Linked DNA regions of Mus musculus: region 1 is linked to region 2. A link is a contact called in public HiChIP or PLAC-seq data. All regions are on one chromosome and are shown on one strand. Each heading gives the region's core, a stretch centred on a gene start, on an enhancer-like site or on the middle of the called end of the contact. The rest is flanking DNA. Distances are from core to core; before and after follow the strand shown. Region 1 has its middle 8.5 kb from the start of Gm34770. Region 2 has its middle 15 kb from the start of Gm34322.

Region 1 (4,348 bases), core at 1,098-3,597, 240 kb after region 2:
ATGAGAAACACGAAGCTCTTTAAAAGAGCTAACTGTACAGTTCAAGGTCAGGGAAGCAGAGAGTGGGGGTTGGAATTTGTCTTATTTAAGGTACAGCATCTTCACTCACAAATTTCATGAAAAATTCTACAAGAAACCCACAAGAATGGGAAGCTAGGTGAAGTCTTTTTATTGTTATTCCATTTGTCACTGTTAGCACCCGACCCAGAAGCTTAGCTCAAAACAATGACCTCTCAATTATGTCCAAGATCATCGCCCCAGGCATCCAGGACTAAAGACATTGTGCTTTTTATGGTTATTTTTGTCCAAGTGGCCCTAACAAAACTCATCACATGCAATAAAAGCATTACCTTATTATGTGTTAAGTTTTTTTTTTTTACTACATGTGTGTATCTATACGTGTGTGTGTGTGTGTGTGTGTGTGTAGGTGCCTGTGGAGAGAAGAAGGTATTGGATTCCCTGGAGCTGAAGTTACAGCTAGTTAATGTAAGTCTTTGGTAAGGGGTTAAATCATGAGTTTAGGAGAAGGGATAAAGAATTTCTGAGGAAAGAAATAGATTTTGTCATCTAGTTGGCTAATGTGTACTACAGTGTTAGCTTCTGCCCAGACCTGTGTTCTTAATGAGTGGGAAATAAGGGATTGGTTTTTTTTTTTTTTTTCAGTTGGGGTCAAAGGATGACACTTCAGAGAATGAGAAAGAGGGTGATTGTGAGTCAAATGGGCTTGCAGAGGTCATTTGAAACCAGGGAGGCTCTTGTCTGGGTGATGCTGTGTCATTGTGACCCAGGTGGGACTCCTTCTTAGAGAGCCTGTGACCACGAAGCCTTCCCTACATTGAGCTCTTCAGGGCTCTCTGTGGCTGAGCCAGCCTGACACCCTGCTTGGCTCATGGGAAAGCTTTTGAGGTCCAGGACACATTCATTCTCTTGTATCTGATGAGCTTTGCTAGGGCCACTTGGACAAAACTAATCACAATGTCATTAGCCTAGGGTGCCTGGAGATGATCTTGGACTTAAATTAGAGGACGCCATTATTTTGAACTAAACTTCTGTGTTGGGTCCTGACAGTGCAGACTCATTCACATGGGTAACTTACACTCAAGTTTTACGTCACCAAAACTGAAAGGAGATTGTCTGATCTTCTAAGCAAGCATGAAAGATAGGAACCAATGTTCCCCAACCGCTCGTTTCCATGGGCTTGATAACAGCTTCTCTCCTCAGTAAGAATTTACCCAAAGTAACCTTATGTTTACCAACTCGTTATTTTTCTCTTGTTCTTCCTGCACGGCCCTGCTTGACAAAGGAAGCGACTTTGAAGTCACAGGTATCTAAAGAGATGCCTCCTCGGGTCAATGCACTTGCTGAGCACACAGAAACCTCAGTTCAGATCCTGGGTAAAAAGCCGGGCAACCAATCACAAAAAAATCAAAAATCAAAAAGCTCATCATTGATGGGACAGAAATGCCAGAATCAGGAGAATGTGCTCTGAGAGTGCGCTCCTTCAATTTATTTACAAAGCATTTTTAGCTGGGGAGGAAGACATGGCCCATGAAACTGTAATCCCAGAATTTGGGGGGTGGGAGTGGTGGAAGTAGGAAGATCAGAAATTCAAGTTCATCCTTGACTAGATAGTGAAATACTGTCCCAAACCACTCTACTCCCCCACCCTCAAAACTGTGAAATGTAGGCTGTAGGTCAAGCCCTGTGGCTGCTCCACGTAACAGATAGAGCCTACAGCTTGTCACTGCCTCAGGTCACCTGGGCCTCTACTCGCATCCCTCTCGCTGACTTGCTCATGGAGATGGAAAGCTGAATCCTGAGTCTCCTTTGGTTTTTCTTCTGTTGATTTCTTTTACAGAGTGCCTAGGAAGAGATAACTAGGCCTGCACAAGAATGGAACCCACATCCCTGGTTGGGGGGGGGGTGGATATCTGCTGAGCACCCCCAGAAGCCTCCCAGTTCCCTAAGCTATTCCTTTTTCAAGCTCCAAGGCTTCCCACACTTATGCAAAGCACCTCTGCCGAGTCTCTGAGTTGCTGGAGGGGAAACTCCAAACCTCAGAGAGAAATTAAGAGGCTGATTGGCTCTTGGGAAATGAGACAAAAAACTAGCCCGGGTGAACCACTGGGCTGAAACTGTTTCCCCAGATGAGTCACAGCGTTATCCACGAGAAGGAATGTCCCTTCCCACCCCCATCCCCACCCCCAAAGGGCCTCAGCTGATCTGGAAGATTGGCCTGGTTACATAGCCAGAGGAACAGAAGGCAAAAAAGCAAGAGACTGGGGTGATCGCTTACCAAAGAAACCGCAACCACCTTCCGCCCGCCTGGGTGGGGTCTGCCTTTCTTCTTTTAACCTGTCAACTGCTTGTCAGCACCTCCATTTCCTGCCAGCCCTTAGAGGAGACCTTTGTGTGCTCTCAAGAGACGGTGCCCTCAATCCCATCATCTCTCTCTCTCTCTCTCTAGGGCAAGGCAACAATAGTCTTTAGGCTTATCCCCAACAAAAAGATGTTAAAACATAGAAGCCAGTCACCATACATGTTAAGGACCAGGAAAACAGAGAGCAGCAAAGTTGGCATGGGGCACCTGTCCTTGTGGAGTTGACAGTCAGCCAAGATCAAATAACCTGAACAGAGAGCATTCACCAAGGGCAGAGGTTGGACAAATGTCTAGAATGTGACAGAGAACCAATGTGTATGTGGCAATCCAGGAAACTGTATTAGTAATTGTCAACCATCATGATTTATTTGTTTGTTCGTTGATAAAGAAAGAATGGGCTGTCTGGGGAGTATAATCCAAAACAGGGGAAGGCTGTGAAGCAGAAGGAAGATCTTTTGGTGAGGGGCTCACTGGGAAAGGTCTTTGGAGATGGAGGACAGGGTCTGTCTGAAGAGGACAGCACAGAGGGTCCTAGTGGCAGTAAGAGGCAGTTAGAATGTGCAGAAGGGACTTATGTGGCCAGACCCTGTTGCCATCCCAAGGTCAAAGAGCCACTGGGAAAGCACATGCACGAGGGTCCAGCTGTGTGTGACTGTTTGGAGCACATCAGTGCTTGTGGCAGCTGAGGCTGGAAAGTAAAGTGATGTATGGCTAACTTACTGCCAAGTTCACCTTCACTTCAATGTGTAATATGGCTCATTTAACAAATGCCGGGATCACATGACAGCTCACCAGATGCTAAGCTAAAAGCTCAGCAAATATCATCTCACTCTGTCCTCACAGTGGCACTGTGACATGGGTGCCCCCATTAGCTTGTTTAAAAGATGGGCCATCTTGGCTGGGGTATTCAAACCAACTCCATTGGTGACAGTATGATAGTCTTCCTCAGTTCCTGAGGGACATGGAGAGTTCCAGAAACCTGCTTTGTGCCTATGGAGAGAGGAGGAGGAGGAAGAGCAAGAAGAGGAAGAGGGCAGAGAAGCAGCAGCTGTAGTTACTGTAGCTGAGGAAGACAGATAGGTAGGAGCAAAAGCAGGTCAGCTGTCAGAGGGCCCAAAGAGCCAACCACAGTGAGGCAAACAGTGCTGGTATGAAGACGTAGTTCCTCGTTCCTGTCTTGGCTGAGGTCACAACCTCTCTCCACGGGACACCAGGTCCTTTCAGTTTGCCCTCCACTGGATCAGCTGCTTTGTGAAATACCTCTTCCTTGGTCGGCTCTCCACTCCTTCCAGGCATACCTTGAGATGCAGACAGTGAAAGGTGAATTTGGGAGGATGTGAATTTTAAAGATATCTTTAACACCTCCCCAGATTGCTATTTTCCTGAGTATAAACTCAATAACACATTCTTTTTCTTCAGAATTTTATAGGCCTTACTTATTTGCCCCCTGTTTTCAGGGTTGCTGTAGAGAAGCCCACTGTTGATTAGTAGTTTGGCTGGGTATAGAAATCCAGTCAAAACCATCTTGCAGTGCTGCTGTTGAGGACTCAGTGCCACCCTGTGCCCCACTCCCTTGTTCTTGAGACAGAATCTCAAACATCCTTGCTGGTCTCACACTCTCTCTGTAGCCAAAGATGACCTTGAACTCCTGATCTTCCTGCTTCAACCTCTAAGATTCTGCCTTCTGGGACAGGAGCTATACACGACCTGTTTCTTAGACCTGTTATAATGATTTTGTTCATGCTATTATTCTCTCTCTCTCTCTCTCTCAGCTCTGGAAGCTCTCTTTCTGGAAGCTCTCAGTATCTTTATCTTTGAAATTTCACAATAATTGGCCTTGCTGTGGGCCTTCTGTCCTTTGTTGGGTAGGGTGTGTGACAAACTGAGACTGATTAGAACAGATTTCAGTTCTGGGAACTTTCTTGTCACGCTGTTTCCATGACTATTGCAACCCTCCCTCAGTTCCTT
Region 2 (4,472 bases), core at 920-3,419:
GATAGATAGATAGATAAATTTGATGTTAAAATTCAAATTGTCTTTACAACAAAAAATGCCCAACAAGAAATAAGAAAACAGTAATAAAATAAAGGAATGCAATACTTACCATCAGCAAAACAAGGGCACCTGGATTGTATGACAAATTCAGATTCTTCCGAATCAGCACGTGAATTCGAAAAGCTAGAGGAGTAGGTAGAAGACAGTGGCAGGGACCCAAGGGAAAGGGAGCCAGATAGGCTGGTAAAGGCTCAGAAAGCCTTCATCTTGCTAGTTCTGAGGGAAATGCAAACAACTAATCACAGCGGGAACAATCTCCTCCCAGTGGATTGGCAGGCGTGTGGGTTTGACAGGAGGATGGGGATAGATTCGTCTTGTCAAATACTCTGGGAGAGTGTGCACAGGTTCAGCCGCTCTGCAGAACAGAGTGGCGACCTGCAAGTGGGAGACGCCTCACCTCTCTAAGACCTGACAACTCCATGCCCAAGAATGAACCCTACAGAAACTTTTCCTCAAGTCTACAAAGAAATGTGGGTGGACCTGAGTTGCTTCCTCATTTGAGCAAAACACCCTGATCTTAATGAGGAAAGAATTCTTTTAAACGTATGCTAGTTCTTATATGATAAGATCATTTACAGGTATTAAAATATATGAGCCAGAACTTTATGTATCACTAGGGTAAGTTTCAAAACACAATGCTGTTTGAAAAGAGTGAGTCTCGCCGGACAGTGGTGATACACGCCTTTAATCCTAGTACTTGGGAGGGAGAAGCATGTGGATTTCTGAGTTTGAGGCCAGCCTGGTCTACAGAGTGAGTTCCAGGACAGCCAGGGGTATACAGAGAAATTCTGTCTCGAAAAAAAAAGAAAGAAAGAGAGAGAGAGAGAGAGAGAGAGAGAGAGAGAGAGAGAAAAGAAGAGAAGAGAAGAGAAGAGAAGAGAAGAGAAGAGAAGAGAGCGAGTCTCAGAGATATCGTTCTGTTTATGTAAGACACAAATCTACACAAAAAACTATTTGAGCATAGACATTTAGATAGGTAATAGATAAATGATAGATAATAAATGATAAGGGAGAAGATGAACAATAGATTATAGATAGGTACAGATGATGTAGACATGGACATATAATGACCTGAGCTGAGAGAACGCTCCAGCACACCAGGAGAGGGAAAGAAGAGAAACAAGAGCAGGAGGCGTCCACATTCACCTATCATACCTCAAAATGTAAGTGTGGGATTGTGGCTCAGTGGTAGAGAATCCCACTTATGTGGCCCTGAGTTTGAGTTTGATCCCTAACAGTGGGGGGGGGGGGGGGGTGGGAAGAGAGAGAGAGAGAGAGAGAGAGAGAGAGAGAGAGAGAGAGAGAGAGAACCTTAAGAAAACATTAGAATGTAGTTTAGAAATTTGTGTAGTTGATCTGGTATGTTTTTCCCCTTATACTTATATACTCTACAGTTAAAGATTTAAGGAAATAGGAGATCTGGGAAGATCAAACTTCGTGAGGAGTTGCCGCCACAATGGTTTCTGATGACTGACAGGGTCTCTGGTGGCATGGCATTCCCAGGAGTAAAGAACCCAGCTCCTGTAGCTCACTGTGTCACCTGGGAAACACTTGATCTCTCTAGTCCCCAGCCCAGCACCTTACCATCCACCAACACATTCTGGGAGCCTACGCGAGCCATTCCTGGCTGTCTTGTGCTAATGATTCTGTTAGCAGGCGAGAGCAGCTGTCTCATGCAGAAACGATGTGGGTGAGGTTTGTTTAGCTTTTTGATTGTGAACTACAAGCATAGACAGTTGAGGGGGACAGTGTAATGACTCCATGAAGCTGTCACTTGCCCTCAGGAAATCACACCTGAGCACCCCAGCTCATCCACTCACGATGTATCGCTTCCACTGGATGCTTATCTGGGAAGCCGCAGACAGTTCATCACTGAAAGAGTAAGAATTTTTACCAAGTCCAAAAGGTAGGATCTAGTTGTAAAATATACCCTGACTACCACCGTTTAGCGCAAGTACCACTGTTCTGTTTGGCTGTGACATGCTTTCCCCGGGCTCATGTGCTTGAACACATGGTGCCCAGCTAGCATGGCTGCTTTGGGGGTGTGTGCAAGCTTAGAGACTTGTGGTATTTCTAGCAGAAGTGGGTCAATGGGGGCAGGCTTTGATACCCCGTTTGATATGTGACCTCACCTCCGGTTCCTGTCAGAGCACCCTCCTTCCTGACCTATTATCAAGATGTGAAGACTAGCTGCCCAACTTTCCCACTTCCTGGCCACAAGTCACTCCAGCCCGCTGCCACGCCCACCACCACCACCATGATGGCCTGAAACTTTGTACCAGAACAATGTCCTCCAGCTTCTGTCAGGCGCTTGTCACAGAGATGAGAACAGTGATAAGTACAGCAGTAAAATGCATTTATTGTTCTCACTCAGGCTTCATAATTTCCAGTATTTCTTTCTGTGATTTATAACCCAAATATAGTCTATATCTTTTAAGATCTCTTTCTCCCTCTCTTACCCAACTATTTATCTTTAGAGTTTCAATACAGTTTGAATTTTTTCTGATTGCTAATCTGCAGTTAGATTCTAGGGCTTGCTTAGATTCAGGCAGGGTTTGGGGAGTGCTTTGGGAGCACCCGGGGTATATCTCTTTCTGTATGTTGGGCCCTCACTTATTATGTAAATTCATTAGATAGTGAATGTAGATGGAGTCCTATGCCAGAAGTGCTGGTCTGGTATACCATAATGTAGTTAAGTCCAGCTTCTCACCGCAGAAATCAAGAAGTAATAGTGGAATCATCTACAGTGCCTTTTGGGTTTTGCGTCATACGTTTTAGCTCATGTTCCTAGTGTCAGACAAAATAATTCCTACTGTAAAACAATGAGAGAGAGAGAGAGAGAGAGAGAGAGAGAGAGAACCCCATAATGAACCATTCGAGGCTTTTGCATCCAGTGCTAACTCAGGCTGTGCTCACATAACTCACCATCTTTTCCTTGGCTGGACCAGCACTCTCCCGGGGCCTTCCTCACAGTACAGACTTAGGACTCCATGTTAAACAAAGCCCAAGAGAGATTTCCCAACATCCTGGCTCCTTGAGTTACCTTGTATCTCTGCCCGACATTTGGTACAGCTGTTCCTGCATAATTTCAAATTTCCTTGTCAAAAACAAATGGCTTGATTCCAGAATCTCAGAGTTTAAACAAACAAAAGAAAAACCAAACCAAACCAAATCAAACCACCACCACCACCAACAACAACAGCAACAAAAACCTCCAAAAATCCAGAGGCCCAGTGTGCACTGTAGGAAAAGATGGAGGGCTCTTCCTGTGAGTCCACATACTTACTTCTTGGCTTCATGAGTAGTGGTAGAAAGACTCCCCAAGCTGAGATTAGGAGAGGTCCCAAGAACAAAACAAATCACAGCAATTGTGTGGGACCAATCAGTCTCCCATCTTCATCAGAGACTGAGCCATTGGGATTGGCTAATGCCCAAAAGGCATTGTTTCTCCTAGCTGGATCATCAAGGTTTATCTCTGCAATTTTAGTTCAAAAGCTCCACTTCTGAGAGTCGCAATAGGCTGGGATGCCATGCCAATATGCCAATCAAAGAGAAGAGAAGACTCGTTGATGGGTGGGAGCTCATTAGGAAAAACAGACAGAGCTGCAGTAAACCCACACCTGTCTTCAAGGGCTGAAGGGATGCTGAAATTTTATAGGAAAGGGAAATAGTGGGAGGTATTGGGGAGCTAGGGGTGGGGTTTGTGTAGCTGAAAGCACAGGTGACTAGCCAGGCCAGTGATGTGACTGAACGGTTATTGTGGTTGCTCTGTGAGGGAAGCAATCTAGTTCCCTTGCAATGATTGCTCCTGCTCTGAGATGCACCCTCAGAGTCCAACAGGGGTAATTTTGTCACCTTTGGGGGTGATCTCATCAGGGGCCATCTGTCCTGCAGTACTTGTTTCGGGGATATTGATCTATCTTGTCATTTCAGAAACCCAAGGTAATTGCAGAGGAGAGTGTCTTGGGAGGAGGAAAATGGGTACAGAGGCAAAAGAGAGCTAGCGGGAGACAGAATGGAGTTAGGGAGGCCATGATCCCAGTGTGCTTTTGTAGGAGCAAAATGAGTAAGGAGTAAATGAAATTGCCTCTCCCTTCAACCATTTTGCAACCGTGAAGCAGTATGCATAGAAAGCATGTCATAAATGCTTGATGTACTTGTATATTCCAGGTTTTTAAAATAATAAGTGAATACCTTAGTGACAAAGGCAACATAAGGACAGCAATAAGGGGCTACTGAGATGCTAGTAATTCTAGAATCCTCAAATGTTGTCCATTTGGTCTGGGGAGATGGCTCAGTGGGCAAAGCACTTGCAGAGTATGGATTCTCAGAACTGGAGTCAAGCCATGGGTTCAAGGGCAGTAGCGCTTATCTGTAATCCCGAGTGCTCCCACAGTGACGTGGGAGGTGGA

The links. HiChIP or PLAC-seq counts read pairs in DNA pulled down with a chosen protein or histone mark.
Region 1: a contact with region 2 is called in an H3K27ac HiChIP or PLAC-seq map of regulatory T cells, with 5 times the contacts expected there. The contact joins two enhancer-like sites. A contact is called at or near these places in 7 of 484 Hi-C or Micro-C datasets (B cells, bone marrow-derived macrophages, cerebral cortex and 4 more), 14 of 115 datasets of contacts at active chromatin or transcription factors (the 230-238 cell line, CD8 T cells, T-cell acute lymphoblastic leukemia and 6 more) and 1 of 9 other capture datasets (embryonic stem cells).

Annotation. Positions count from the first base shown.
Region 1 is chr9:61,667,719-61,672,066 of GRCm38.p6, forward strand. No RefSeq gene overlaps it. Among named protein-coding and RNA genes, the nearest start is that of Gm34770, 8.5 kb to the left of the region's middle. Within about 2 kb of position 2,348, at least 118 of the 459 cell types and tissues checked have an H3K27ac peak or open chromatin away from gene starts, as enhancers often do. A contact at or near this core is called in CD8 T cells, memory CD8 T cells and regulatory T cells, where this site is marked.
Region 2 is chr9:61,425,007-61,429,478 of GRCm38.p6, forward strand. No RefSeq gene overlaps it. Among named protein-coding and RNA genes, the nearest start is that of Gm34322, 15 kb to the right of the region's middle. Within about 2 kb of position 2,170, at least 39 of the 459 cell types and tissues checked have an H3K27ac peak or open chromatin away from gene starts, as enhancers often do. A contact at or near this core is called in CD8 T cells, memory CD8 T cells and regulatory T cells, where this site is marked.